2 separate regions of the Sus scrofa genome follow, and region 1 is linked to region 2. The links are chromatin contacts, called in public HiChIP or PLAC-seq maps. All regions are on one chromosome and are shown on one strand. Each heading gives the region's core, a stretch centred on a gene start, on an enhancer-like site or on the middle of the called end of the contact. The rest is flanking DNA. Distances are from core to core; before and after follow the strand shown. Region 1 holds the start of DHRS3 (short-chain dehydrogenase/reductase 3). Region 2 has its middle 54 kb from the start of DHRS3.

Evidence for each region. HiChIP or PLAC-seq counts read pairs in DNA pulled down with a chosen protein or histone mark.
Region 1: an H3K27ac HiChIP or PLAC-seq map of skeletal muscle shows a contact between it and region 2. The contact joins the promoter of DHRS3 here to the enhancer-like site in region 2. A contact is called at or near these places in 1 of 5 promoter capture datasets (liver), 14 of 47 Hi-C or Micro-C datasets (embryonic fibroblasts, fetal heart ventricle, heart right ventricle and 7 more) and 2 of 2 datasets of contacts at active chromatin or transcription factors (alveolar macrophages and skeletal muscle).

What each region holds. Positions count from the first base shown.
Region 1 is chr6:72,596,885-72,602,305 of Sscrofa11.1, reverse strand. It overlaps DHRS3 (short-chain dehydrogenase/reductase 3), which reads left to right and starts at 3,073. Exons shown (of 6, transcript XM_021095382.1): 1 at 3,073-4,316. The coding sequence starts at 4,122.
Region 2 is chr6:72,542,539-72,547,792 of Sscrofa11.1, reverse strand. No RefSeq gene overlaps it. Among named protein-coding and RNA genes, the nearest start is that of DHRS3, 54 kb to the left of the region's middle. Within about 2 kb of position 2,037, at least 17 of the 83 cell types and tissues checked have an H3K27ac peak or open chromatin away from gene starts, as enhancers often do. A contact at or near this core is called in liver, omental adipose tissue and skeletal muscle, where this site is marked.

The DNA.
Region 1 (5,421 bases), core at 1,824-4,323, 53 kb before region 2:
AAAAAAAAATACATATAACCTGGTCAAAACAAAACAAAACAAAACAAGTGACTCAGTCTGGAGAATCAGGGGCAGTCACAGCCTGATGGCCCATCCAGGGCCAGCAAGTTCCCCTGTGGGGCCAGTGAGTGCTCTTGGGGACCCATCTCTACCACTGGGCCACTGGCTCTGGGCTGGAAGGCGGCTCCAGGCTGCCCTGCTGAGTCCTCGCACCTCCTGAGCCCGCCCCACACCAGGAGGGCTGAGTCATGGAAAAAGTTAGTTCTTTAGGCTACAGCTCACCTCCCTCCTCCATCAAGTCCACAAAGGCTCCTTTCACATTTTCAGGAGCAGGAAGAAAACTGTGGGGCCCTCTCCCCAGGCTGGGATGTGAAATTTCAAACTTCTCCCTGGAGTTAAATTCCCCACCCCGCGCGCCCAGCTAAGGGGGGTGGGTGGCTACCAAGAGCAAAACACAGGCAGGGGGAGGTTGGGGAGGAGGGGCAGGCCACCATGTCTATCATGACCCATGTCATTCTCAGGCAGCCAGGTCACAGGGACCCTCTGGGCCAGTCTCCGACCCCCCCCCCACCAACGCCCCCCCTCCCCATCTCATCTTCCCAGGGAACTTGAAGGACATAGGTGGTGACAGACAGCATCTCTCTGGGCAGCTGATGATGGCAGAGGCCTGAGCCGCATGGGATGCCGGGCCAAAAAACCCACATCCTGAATGAAGGTGGAATAAAGAGAAAACAGGTGTCTGCTTCCCAGCCGCAGTCCAACCCCAAACCTCTTAGGGCTGCCTGACATGGTCCTTTGTACTGTGATTTCACCCCGAATCTGCTGTTTGGGAGAGGTCGGGGGAGCCCCCTGTGTGGCCTTGGGTCAGTTCCTTAGACGGCTGATTGGACCCGTGGTTTCTGGGCAGTGGCACCCACACTCAAAGGCTGTTGAGATCAAGTGAGAATATGTGTCGAGGGCCTGATATGCTGAAGGTCAGTGTGGGCTCCCAAACCCCTTCCGACTCAAACTCACACCCAGGGCAAATGTACGTGGGGCCTAGGGGTCACTCAGCCGGTCTGGCTTCTGAACAGGCTCGGGTGGCTGGTCGGGGATCAGGGGGACTTAAGTGAGCAGCAGGCTGTGGGTTTAGGAGTTGCTTCACGTCTCTGTGCTTCTATTTCCTCCTCCACGGAGCCGCAAGTGTGTGGAGAGGTAGAGCCATCATCTTCACAAGCCCTTTTAGGCTCGGAGTGTTAACCTTAGGTGGGGAGAAAAGCCTGGAAGAAAAATGAGAGCTGGTACGAACACAGAAGGCTGGAGGCGCCGTGTCGCATCCAGACCACTAGGCGGCGGCGAGGATAACATATGAGAATAGGCTGAGCGCAGGGGTTCCGGCTCCAGACTCGACCAGTGGTCTTCTAGGCAGCGGAGGTGGGGGCAGACACCAGCCACTACTGGCTGGGAAGAGCCTGTCTCCCCAGGGTTGGGATTTTTTTTTTTTTTTTTTCCCATTTTACAGGCCTCCAAAGTGGGAGGAGGCCATCACTTTGACAGAGTCCTGCCTTTAGCCTTTAGCCGTGGCCTGAGTCTGTAAAGCTCATGGCCTGCCTTTCGGTCCTACTTTTGGAGGCTTGCATGGAGGCAGGAGAAGGGAGGCAGGAGGGTCCCGGGTGGGGTGGGGTGGGAAGAGGAATCCGGTCTGGACTTGGATCCCTCCCTCCCACACTACCTGGCAGATGGGGTTAATGATACCCCTTTCAGGTCAGTGGGAAGATTAAATTTCAGAATCTAAGCCCTCAGTTTCTCATCCAGCCCCTCTCCCAAACCCTTCTAGCTCTTCCAGTGGTCCAGATAACGATTTTCCCAATTCACCTGGAAGGATGAGCCGGCCTGTAGAACACCCCCCCTCACACCAGGCCTGCGAACTAAAGGGTCTTTGCAGCCCAGGGAGGAGGTAAACCCCAGCCACCCCCTCCCCCAAATACGCCTTTCTCACCAGATGCTCAGCAGATCGTGCAGGCAGAGCACTGATTCCAGCACACCCAGCACTGCTGAATCAGAACGTCTGGGGCACGGTGAGGCCCAGCACTCCGCGTCTGAACAAGCCTCTTGCTGGAGAAGGGCTGCCCCAGATTACAGGGCACCTGCCTGGCCCACCCTCTCTCCTCCTGGCCTGGGACATCAGGGGCAGCAGGAGGCAAGTCCCATCAGCACTTTTAGCTGGGACTGCTTTTTAGTGACTCACCTCCCAGACTTCCTGCAACAGACAACTCTAAATAGAGTCAGGTCCCCCCAACACACACACACACCCCAGCGGGCCCAGCCCCAACAGGGGAGACCTTCTTGTTTGGGGGGAAAACAGGAGGTGCCAAGGTGGGTGCCCCAAAGAGAGGAGTTTCTGCCTGCACAGCACAGGGGGCACTGGTTTAGCACATTTTGTTTACAGGCCTTTGTTATTAAGGAAATTGCTGTCAGTCAAGGTAATTCTAGCCCAGATGAGCAATAAATACGCTCCCAGCTAATCTTTCAGGGATTTTATTGGCACCTTGGGGGCAGAGGTTCCTTTACCCTGCCCACCCCCTGCCCCTCAAAGCAAAACCCTACTCCCCAGCTGCTCCCCCCCACCCCAGCTACTTGAACAACTCGGGGCATGTTTAGAAAGTGCACTCTAAAGTTAAGACAGGAGGCCTCTGGGCAAAGGTCGGAAGTGGCTTCCTGGTCCTACCTGGAAGCAGGGGATGGCCAAAGGATCTGAAATAAACCCTGGGCGACCTGATGGCTTGAGGCGAGCGCGAGCTCCTCTGGGCCTGCCCAGCACGCAGAGGGGGTCACCTGGCCTGCGGGCGCCTCTGTTCGGGGAGATCGCATCCCAGGCAGGGAGGAATGTCTCAAGGAGGGAGCCGGCTCGCAGGAGTCGGTTCCGGCGTGTGAGTTGCGGCGGCGAGCCCTCAGGGACACTGCCGGCAAGCCCTGGCCTGCAGAGACGGGGAGCCGGCCGGGGGAGAGCGCGAGTCGGAGCGAGCCCGAGTGCGCGCCCGCGCGCGCGCCCCGAGACTGCGTAGGGGGAGGGGAGCCCGCGGCAGCCACTCACAGGAACGGTAGTGAAGCCTCTGAACAACTTTAACTGTCAATCAGACTTAATGGAGTATTTAAAAAAATGGGGGGGGGGCGCCCTCTTGCTCCTCTCCGCGGCTGCCCCGGGAGCGAATGGATAAGGCGCCGGAGAAGAGGGAGTCCGATCCACGCGCGCTCCGCACCCGGGCCCTCTCCAAGTTGGAAAGGACAAAAAGAAGGCAATAAATGCTTACAAGGGAGAGAGAGGGAGCCGGATCGAGCGGCAACTCCCAGGCTCCGCTGGAAGAGAGAGGGAGGGAGGGAGCCGGAGAGAGCGAGCGCGCGCGAGGGCGAGCCATGCACGTAAAGAAACTGACACCCGGACCCCCCACTTCTCCTGCACGTTGCTGGCAATCAGATCGCTTTTAAGCAATTTCCTGAGCCCAAGAATAGCAATGAGACGGGAGACTTTTGCGGACTGAAATTGGGAGCTACAAGCACTTCCCCCCCCCCGCCCCCCAGCACACACACTGTTTTTTCCCCTGAAGAAGGGGTGGGGGGCGCTGCAATTTGGAAACAGCTCTTTTTTTTTTTTTAGTCTTGCACTTTGAAACCGCGGGACTGTAGCAGGGTGCGCGCGTGTGGTTGGTGCTTTTTTTTTTTTTTTTTTTTTTTTTTTTCCTTCCCTGCCTAAACTCCTCTGTCAGCCTGTAAACATTACCTGAGAATTCCCCAGCCGAAACGGCTGCTGGGGCAAGAAAGTTCTTGTTAGAACTTTCCACCTCCGGCTTCCCCTCCACCTCTCTTACTGTCCCAACCTTCTGAGACGCTTTTTCTCCTCCCGAGGATTTATCTCTTTCTCTCTCTCTCTCTCTCTTTTTTTTTTTTTTTTCCCCTTTTCCCACCCGATGCTTGCTTTGCATTTGGGAAGAGGTGATTTCTAGAGTGGCCAGGTGGGACGCCTCTCTTCCCCCTTATTTGGTTTATTTATTATTGTTGGGGGGGTATTTTCTTTTTTAAGTCCTATTTTGTTCGGTCCGGGGAGTTTCGCCCCCCCACCCCTGCCCGGCTCCGCGGCGCGGAGGATGGTGTGGAAATGGCTGGGAGCGTTGGTAGTGTTCCCTCTGCAGATGATCTATCTGGTGGTGAAAGCTGCCATCGGACTGGTGCTGCCCGCCAAGCTGCGGGACCTGTCGCGGGAAAACGTCCTCATCACCGGCGGCGGGAGAGGCATCGGGCGCCAGCTCGCTAGGGAGTTCGCAGAACGCGGCGCCAGAAAGGTACCGGGGCACCGCAACTCCAGGGGGTGGGGGCTGAAGGCGAGGGCGACCTCGGGGGTAGGGGGTGCGCCCACCTGCCACCGCTGCCAGAACCAGGGAGCAGGGTCTGAAAGTCGCCGGCCACCCTACTTTTCTGCGCCACCCGCGAGTGCTGAGCTAGTCAGTTTCACCTTGTACATTTCCCGGGGCACCAGCCAGTCTTTTTTGGCAGGTCCGGAGCTGACCAGCTCCTTTGGGCTCTGTAGCTGGTTGTTCAGCCCTGCTTCGAAACTTAGCCGACTCACCCGTTTCCCACATTCCTCCCTCCCGAAGGAAGGTGGTGTGTTTTCCCTCTCGCCTTTCCCTCTTTTACCGCCACGCTGGTGAATGCAGGGTGTGTGCGCTCCTGGGTAGAGCAGAGAGCCGCCTGCGAGCTGGTGCTTCGTATTTTCCTTGGCAGCTCGCTTCCCAGCCCCAACCTGGGCGGCTGCAGCTCTGGAGACTGGAAGAGTGGGGCTACTTGATTTGGGTTTGAAAAGGGGGAAGCAGTGTTGGATGGTCTAGCCTAAGCTTATAGGCACTTCGGAGGCCCAGGTGTTTGGAAATCTGGAAAGAAGGGACAGGGGTGACCAGCTGATGATAAAGAGCCCTTGTTCTCATTTCAATGCTGCCTCTGCCCCCTACCCCAAATCCAGCCTCAGAGAGGATCTCTTCCCTTTAAAGGGGGGGCGGGTGACCCCGTGGTGAGCCCCCCGACGCCCACAACACCCAAGCGCCGCCTTTCACTTTTTGGTAGTCCCAGAAGCTCTTCCTCCGGTTTTCCCAGACCTGGTGCCTGTGAGTGGGGAGGGTGAGCCAGCTGTCACCCAACTCCTACCCAAGTCGGGCTGACTCACCCAGTGACTAGAGCATTAGAGAGAGAGATTTGAGGCCAGCAGGCTGGGCTGTCTCCAGCCAGCCCTGTGAAGAGGAAGAGCAAAAACAGGGAATTAGTTTGAAATTTAAACTGTTTTGAGCGAGGTCGGGGCGAGGGGGGGCCGGCAGAGCCAGCTGATCTGACACGGAGCCACATACCTAGGGGATTAAGTAAATATGTACTGTAGAAAACCAAACCTGCATGTAATTC
Region 2 (5,254 bases), core at 788-3,287:
ATTATGCCTGGCAACTACTTGAGTAGTATTTACATTATATTTACAAGTATTTATGGAGCATTTACATTGTATTAGGTATTATAAGTCATCTAGAGATGATTTAAAGGATACAGGAGCATATGCGTAGGGTCTGGGCAATATTTTATAGGAAGGACTTGAACACCCAAGGAGTTTGGTGTCCATGGGGTCCTGGGACCGATTCCCCGTGGATACTTAGGGATGACAGGTGTGTAAAGAGGGTGGCGTATGATGCTTGCTATTATTCACCAACATCACTATCTGGCCATGCAACCAGGCCTCTTCCTGGCTGATCCACAGCCCCGTCACTGCTAGATTCCAGCACCTCTTGCCCAGCTACTCACACCAGTTGCAGGCAGGCCAAGGTGGACCAGCCTCAGGTGAGAATCAGACCTGTTCAAAGGGTGAGGGGTTTCCTCTCAGAGCTTGCTGGAGTCAGCCCTGCCCTCTTGACCACGGGCCTGGGAGGGAGGGGGCATGGATTTTTTTGGCACTCCAGCCCTTCTTCAGATACACACTCTAGCCCCAGGGGCACAAAGTCAGGGCTTAGGGGCGGATTGCTCCGCCTTAACCAATTTTTGTGCTCATAAAATGGTCCCAGGACTCTGCCAGGTGCTCTGAGCGACTAAGTGCCTGCTTAGGGTGTGAATAGTGGCGAACCAGGCAGGAATCTACAAGCCCAGAGCTGGGATGCATTTCTGTGTTTATCCCAGTCCCCAGCCCCTTTCCGAGGGCACAAGGGCTTAGTGGCTTCTTTTGTCCAAGTCCCCAGCAACAGACACAAGACTCAACCTGCAGAATTTCTGGAGCAGATGCTGGGAGCTCAGTGCCACCTGGCAGGTCAAAACCTGGGCTTAAAACCTGGACAGAGACCATGGGATATAGATTGTCCCCAGCCCCCAGATGCTGCCACAGGAAGTCTCCTGGGCTACCCTGCTGGCTGTAGACGGTCTCTGCTGCTGCCGCCATTGAAGGAAATTACCCCCACCCCACTTCTCTGCCTCGCTTGCTGGAGGCAAAGGTTAGGGGGAACATACGATTGTTAGAGTCATCATGCCATGACCCACCTCGGCAGCCAGAGCAGGGAAAGCAAATATGGAGACTGTTTGTCATTCAGACAAAGGTGTCTCTGAGCTTCAGAAAAGGGCTGGTGCCTTTGACTAGCATGAGATACTGGCATTCCCTGAGTGGTTACTGGACCCACCCATAATGATTCTTGCTTAGGCAAAATGGGGTAATTTATTGGTTAAAATAAATGGGAAGCCCAATGATAATTGGTTTCAGGTATGGCTGGATCCAGAGGTTCAAGTGGCATTTCCAGAACCTGGTTCATAGCCCTGTTGTCACTCAATTCCACACCCCTCTGGGCTGGCTTCATTCTCATATAGCTTGTTCTAATGATGATAAGTTGGCTCCTCAGCTGCAGCCTCACACTCTTCCAGGTTCAAAAGAAAAGAAGAGAGAGGGTTTCTTCTTGGTCACCCAGAGTTAGTTCTTCATTGGGGGTTGGGGGGTGCTTCACCAATAGCATGTGGAAATTCCACAGCCAAGGACTGAACCTGTGCCACAGTAGCAACCCTGACCTGACCTAGCAGTGACTACTGCCAGATCCTTAACATGCTGAGCCACATGGAATTCCCACGTAGTTCGGATTGGTTATGGTTGGCTTGATTTGGGTCGCAGGAACCAATCACAGTGGCCAGAAGAAATCTGTACTCGGATTGGCCAGTCCTGAATCATGTGATCTATATTTGCAGCCAGGGATGGAATCCAGTCCATTGAAACACTTAGGCTGAGAGTTGGAGAGGGTTGGCTCCCTAAAAGTCCAGTGAGGTGCCCTGGCCAGGAGAAGGATGAAAGGACCCTGGGTAGCAAGAACAGTTGTCACCAGAATGACTATAGGGGCACTCCCTGACCTGCCCCTGGGCAGTGGCAGCTGATGGGCAGTCCTGAGTTCCCAAGCGGGGCTTTGGCCTCTCCTGACTGACAGTTGGCCGGTGCGGTGACAGGCAGTTGGCAGCCCCTTCCTGACTGCTGGCGCCTTTGATTGGCAGTCAGCGGGCTGCCCAGTGGGCAGTCGGCCGGCGCAGTGCTTGGCAGTTGCCCAGTCCTATCTGGCAGCCCGTCACGGGGCTGCCTGAGGTTGGGAGGGGAGATCCGCGGGGTCGACACCATCCGCCCCGCCTCCGCCCCTTCTTGGGGGCACCTTCGCCCCCACCCCGGGAGAGGGAGTCTGGGGCAACTTATAAAAGGCTTTTGACCCCACGTGGTGACAGGAGCCTCTGTCCAGTGGCAGCAAATGGCCATTTGGGACCAATAGTGCCCTCTGGAAGCCAGGGGGCAGTGGTCCTGGAATGGCGGGGTTCAGGAAACATTAGAATGGGTGGGGGCTTCCCCCTGCTTATTTGGTGTCATTCAACTTCCAACAAATAACTCTGAAAGGCAGCCATGGGTCAGGCACCGGTGGGTGGCAGTGAACTTAACTGCCAGGGCTTCTCCTCACGGAGATTTCAGCGCATGGGGCAGGGGCCTGGCTGGGGTATTGACGTGTTAGATGGGGTGGGCGTGATGGTCCGGAGAGCTGAGGTGTAAGCTGAGACCCAGGGGAGGCTCCCACTGGAGAAGCAGGGAGGGAAAGCCCAACTAAAGGGCGTTTAGGGCAGGCAGTGAAGGGAGGCTGGCGTGCGGGGACCGCAGCGGCTCTGGAAGTCAAGGAGGCCAAACCGTAGGGGACATGATGAGGCCCATAAGGATTTGGGACCTTCTCCCAAGGGAGAAGTATTAAAGCAGGGCATTCCGGTGAGGAGGTGTGCATTCTAGAAACGTCCTTCTGGATCCAGAGGAAACCGATTGCAAGGGACACCGGCAGAGGTGGGGAGCTTCAGCAATCAGGCTGAGGAAGAAGGTGACCCAGAACGGGGGTGGGAGGGTATAGAAAGAAGCCCGTGACCTGAGGCACTGCCGGGGGTGGACAGACAGGCACCGCCCCCACTCTGTACTGTCAGTACAGCAGCTACAGCGTGCAGCGTACCTGTGACGTCGCTGTCATCGCACAAGGAGGGGATTCTCGGTCGGCTCACAGCCCACGCATGCGCAGACGCCCATGCCTCGCGAGTCGCTGTGCGTCTGCGCACACGACAGCGACGGCAGAGGACAGACCCCCGGGGTAGGGGAGGGCTGGGTGGGACGCTTCATTCCTTACGCATCTTCATCTTCGTGTTTCCACCAGTTGCTGTAGCACGTGTTACCTTTATAGTTGCTAAAAAGGGATTTGAATGAAAGAATGAGAAGTGAGAAAGGGAGAGTAGGGCGGCGGCGGTCGAAGGCACTGGCTTTGGGGTCAGAGTGACCCCAGCGGGAATCCTTGCTCTGCTGTGAACCAGCTTGGAGCCGGGGAGGACCCCTCGGCCCTCCCAGCCCGTCTTCTCAGCCGCGAGTAGGGGGCTGCCACGTGGACGTGGGGAGAGCCCTCTGGGGAAGCGTGGGTCGGGGCGCCGGGGGTGGCTGTTCCTGCCCTGATGGCTGTCTAGTCCTCTCCCCCCAGCGTCCCTGACTTTCCCTACCCCACGTCCTCACCCCTTATGAGAAGGAAGCTGGGATGAGGAAGGTCTGTGACTAGCCCCCAGCAAGGCCAGGGTAGGCAGAAGGCCAGGAGTGGAAGGCCAGAACCCAGGGGCCACCCCAGGGCCAGGGCAGGAGGCTGGCCTCCCCTCTGCGACCCGCTGGTGCTCGCATCCGGCTCCTGCCTCAGGCCAGGATGACAAATGGCCCCCCAAGGAAAGGTCACTGTCCCCGAAGCAGTTGTGTGTTTGGCAGAGGCGGGCGGGGTGGGGCGCCTTCTGAGCGCTCTCTTGGCCCATGTTGGGGAGCCTGGACCTCGCCGGCAACCGGACTTTATTTTGGTTACTAAGGATGGGAAGGTTCTGGTCATAAATAACTGCCTGGCTACGCCGCCAGCCTCTCCCCCGGGGGTGGCCACAGGCCCGAGGCCTCTTCAAGGCCAGCGTGGCCCCCGCCTCTGGGCGCAGGGCGGGAGGTCTGGTGGCGAGGCTCGGAAGCCCGGTGGGGAGGCGGGGGAGAGGGGAGAGGGGTCTCGGGGCCTGGGTTCAGAGCAAGGTTAGCCAAATAGTGGATAAATTAAGCCAGGGAAACAGACAGCTCCCCTCGCGGTGAACTTTTCACCCGCTAACCTGCTCGTCGCCCACTCTCAGGTGGCGGCAGCTCCCGCCCTGAGGCTGTCACCTCTCGGGGGGGTTGTCACCTGCCTCCTCCCCAACCACCACCACTGCCACCCCAGGTGAGAGGGTGAAGATAGAGAGCACCCAGGACAAGTCCAGGGCCCTGGCGAGGAGGGGGCCAACGTCTATTGAGTCTGAAGATGAGACTCGAGCAGGACAGACAGACCAACCACCTCCTCCCTCCCTCACCCAGCACCCTCCCCCCGGGCAGGGCACACACAATTCTGGAAGAGGGGCAGTCGTCTTAGCTGGAGGTGGCCCTGGAGGTGTAGGGACCCTCTACCCAGCCCACCTTGTCTTTGCTTGTTTCCAGCCTGAACCATCCCTCAGGGGGCCAGCCCCATCTACAGGGAGCAGAGGGAGAGGCCCTCCCTCTGGCAAAGTGGGCTCGAGGGGTCCCCAGAGGCAGGAGCCAGTCACAGGAGCCTTCTTGGAGCCTCCCCAAGAACAGAAGTGGCCTCATACCATCAGGGTCCAAAGTGCGTAGAAGCAGGGTAGGTCACAGGACGGGGTCTGCAGGAGAGCAGGGGACCTCCCAAGACCAAGTCACTCAGTCCCGTGGTTCCGGTCACAGGTGGCTGCCCAGCCTGGACACGCAGGTAGCTTCCAGAGCAAATGCATGGCCCGACAGCCTGGGTGGGATGGGCTGGACCAGGAGGTGGAGGACAAGCCTTCCAGCTGGGACGCAGCACTGGAAGTGGCCTGGCATTCACTCCATCCATGGCACGTTTGGACTGAATGCCTGCTGCCTGCTGGGCACTGGGTCTGGTGCTGGAGACACAGAGAGAGTGGGCTGGGCGGGGGACCTACCATCGCGGGGCAGAGCTAGAGTGGGGATGGTCAGTGAGACGGAGAGATGGCCAAAGGTGGGGAACCGACAGGCAGGTACACAGACCAACCACAGGGCAAAGAGCAGTGAGGAGATGGGTCAGGGGCGGCCTCAAGGAAGAGGTGACATCTGAGCTGAGGTCAGGATGATAAGGAGGGGACAGCCTTGT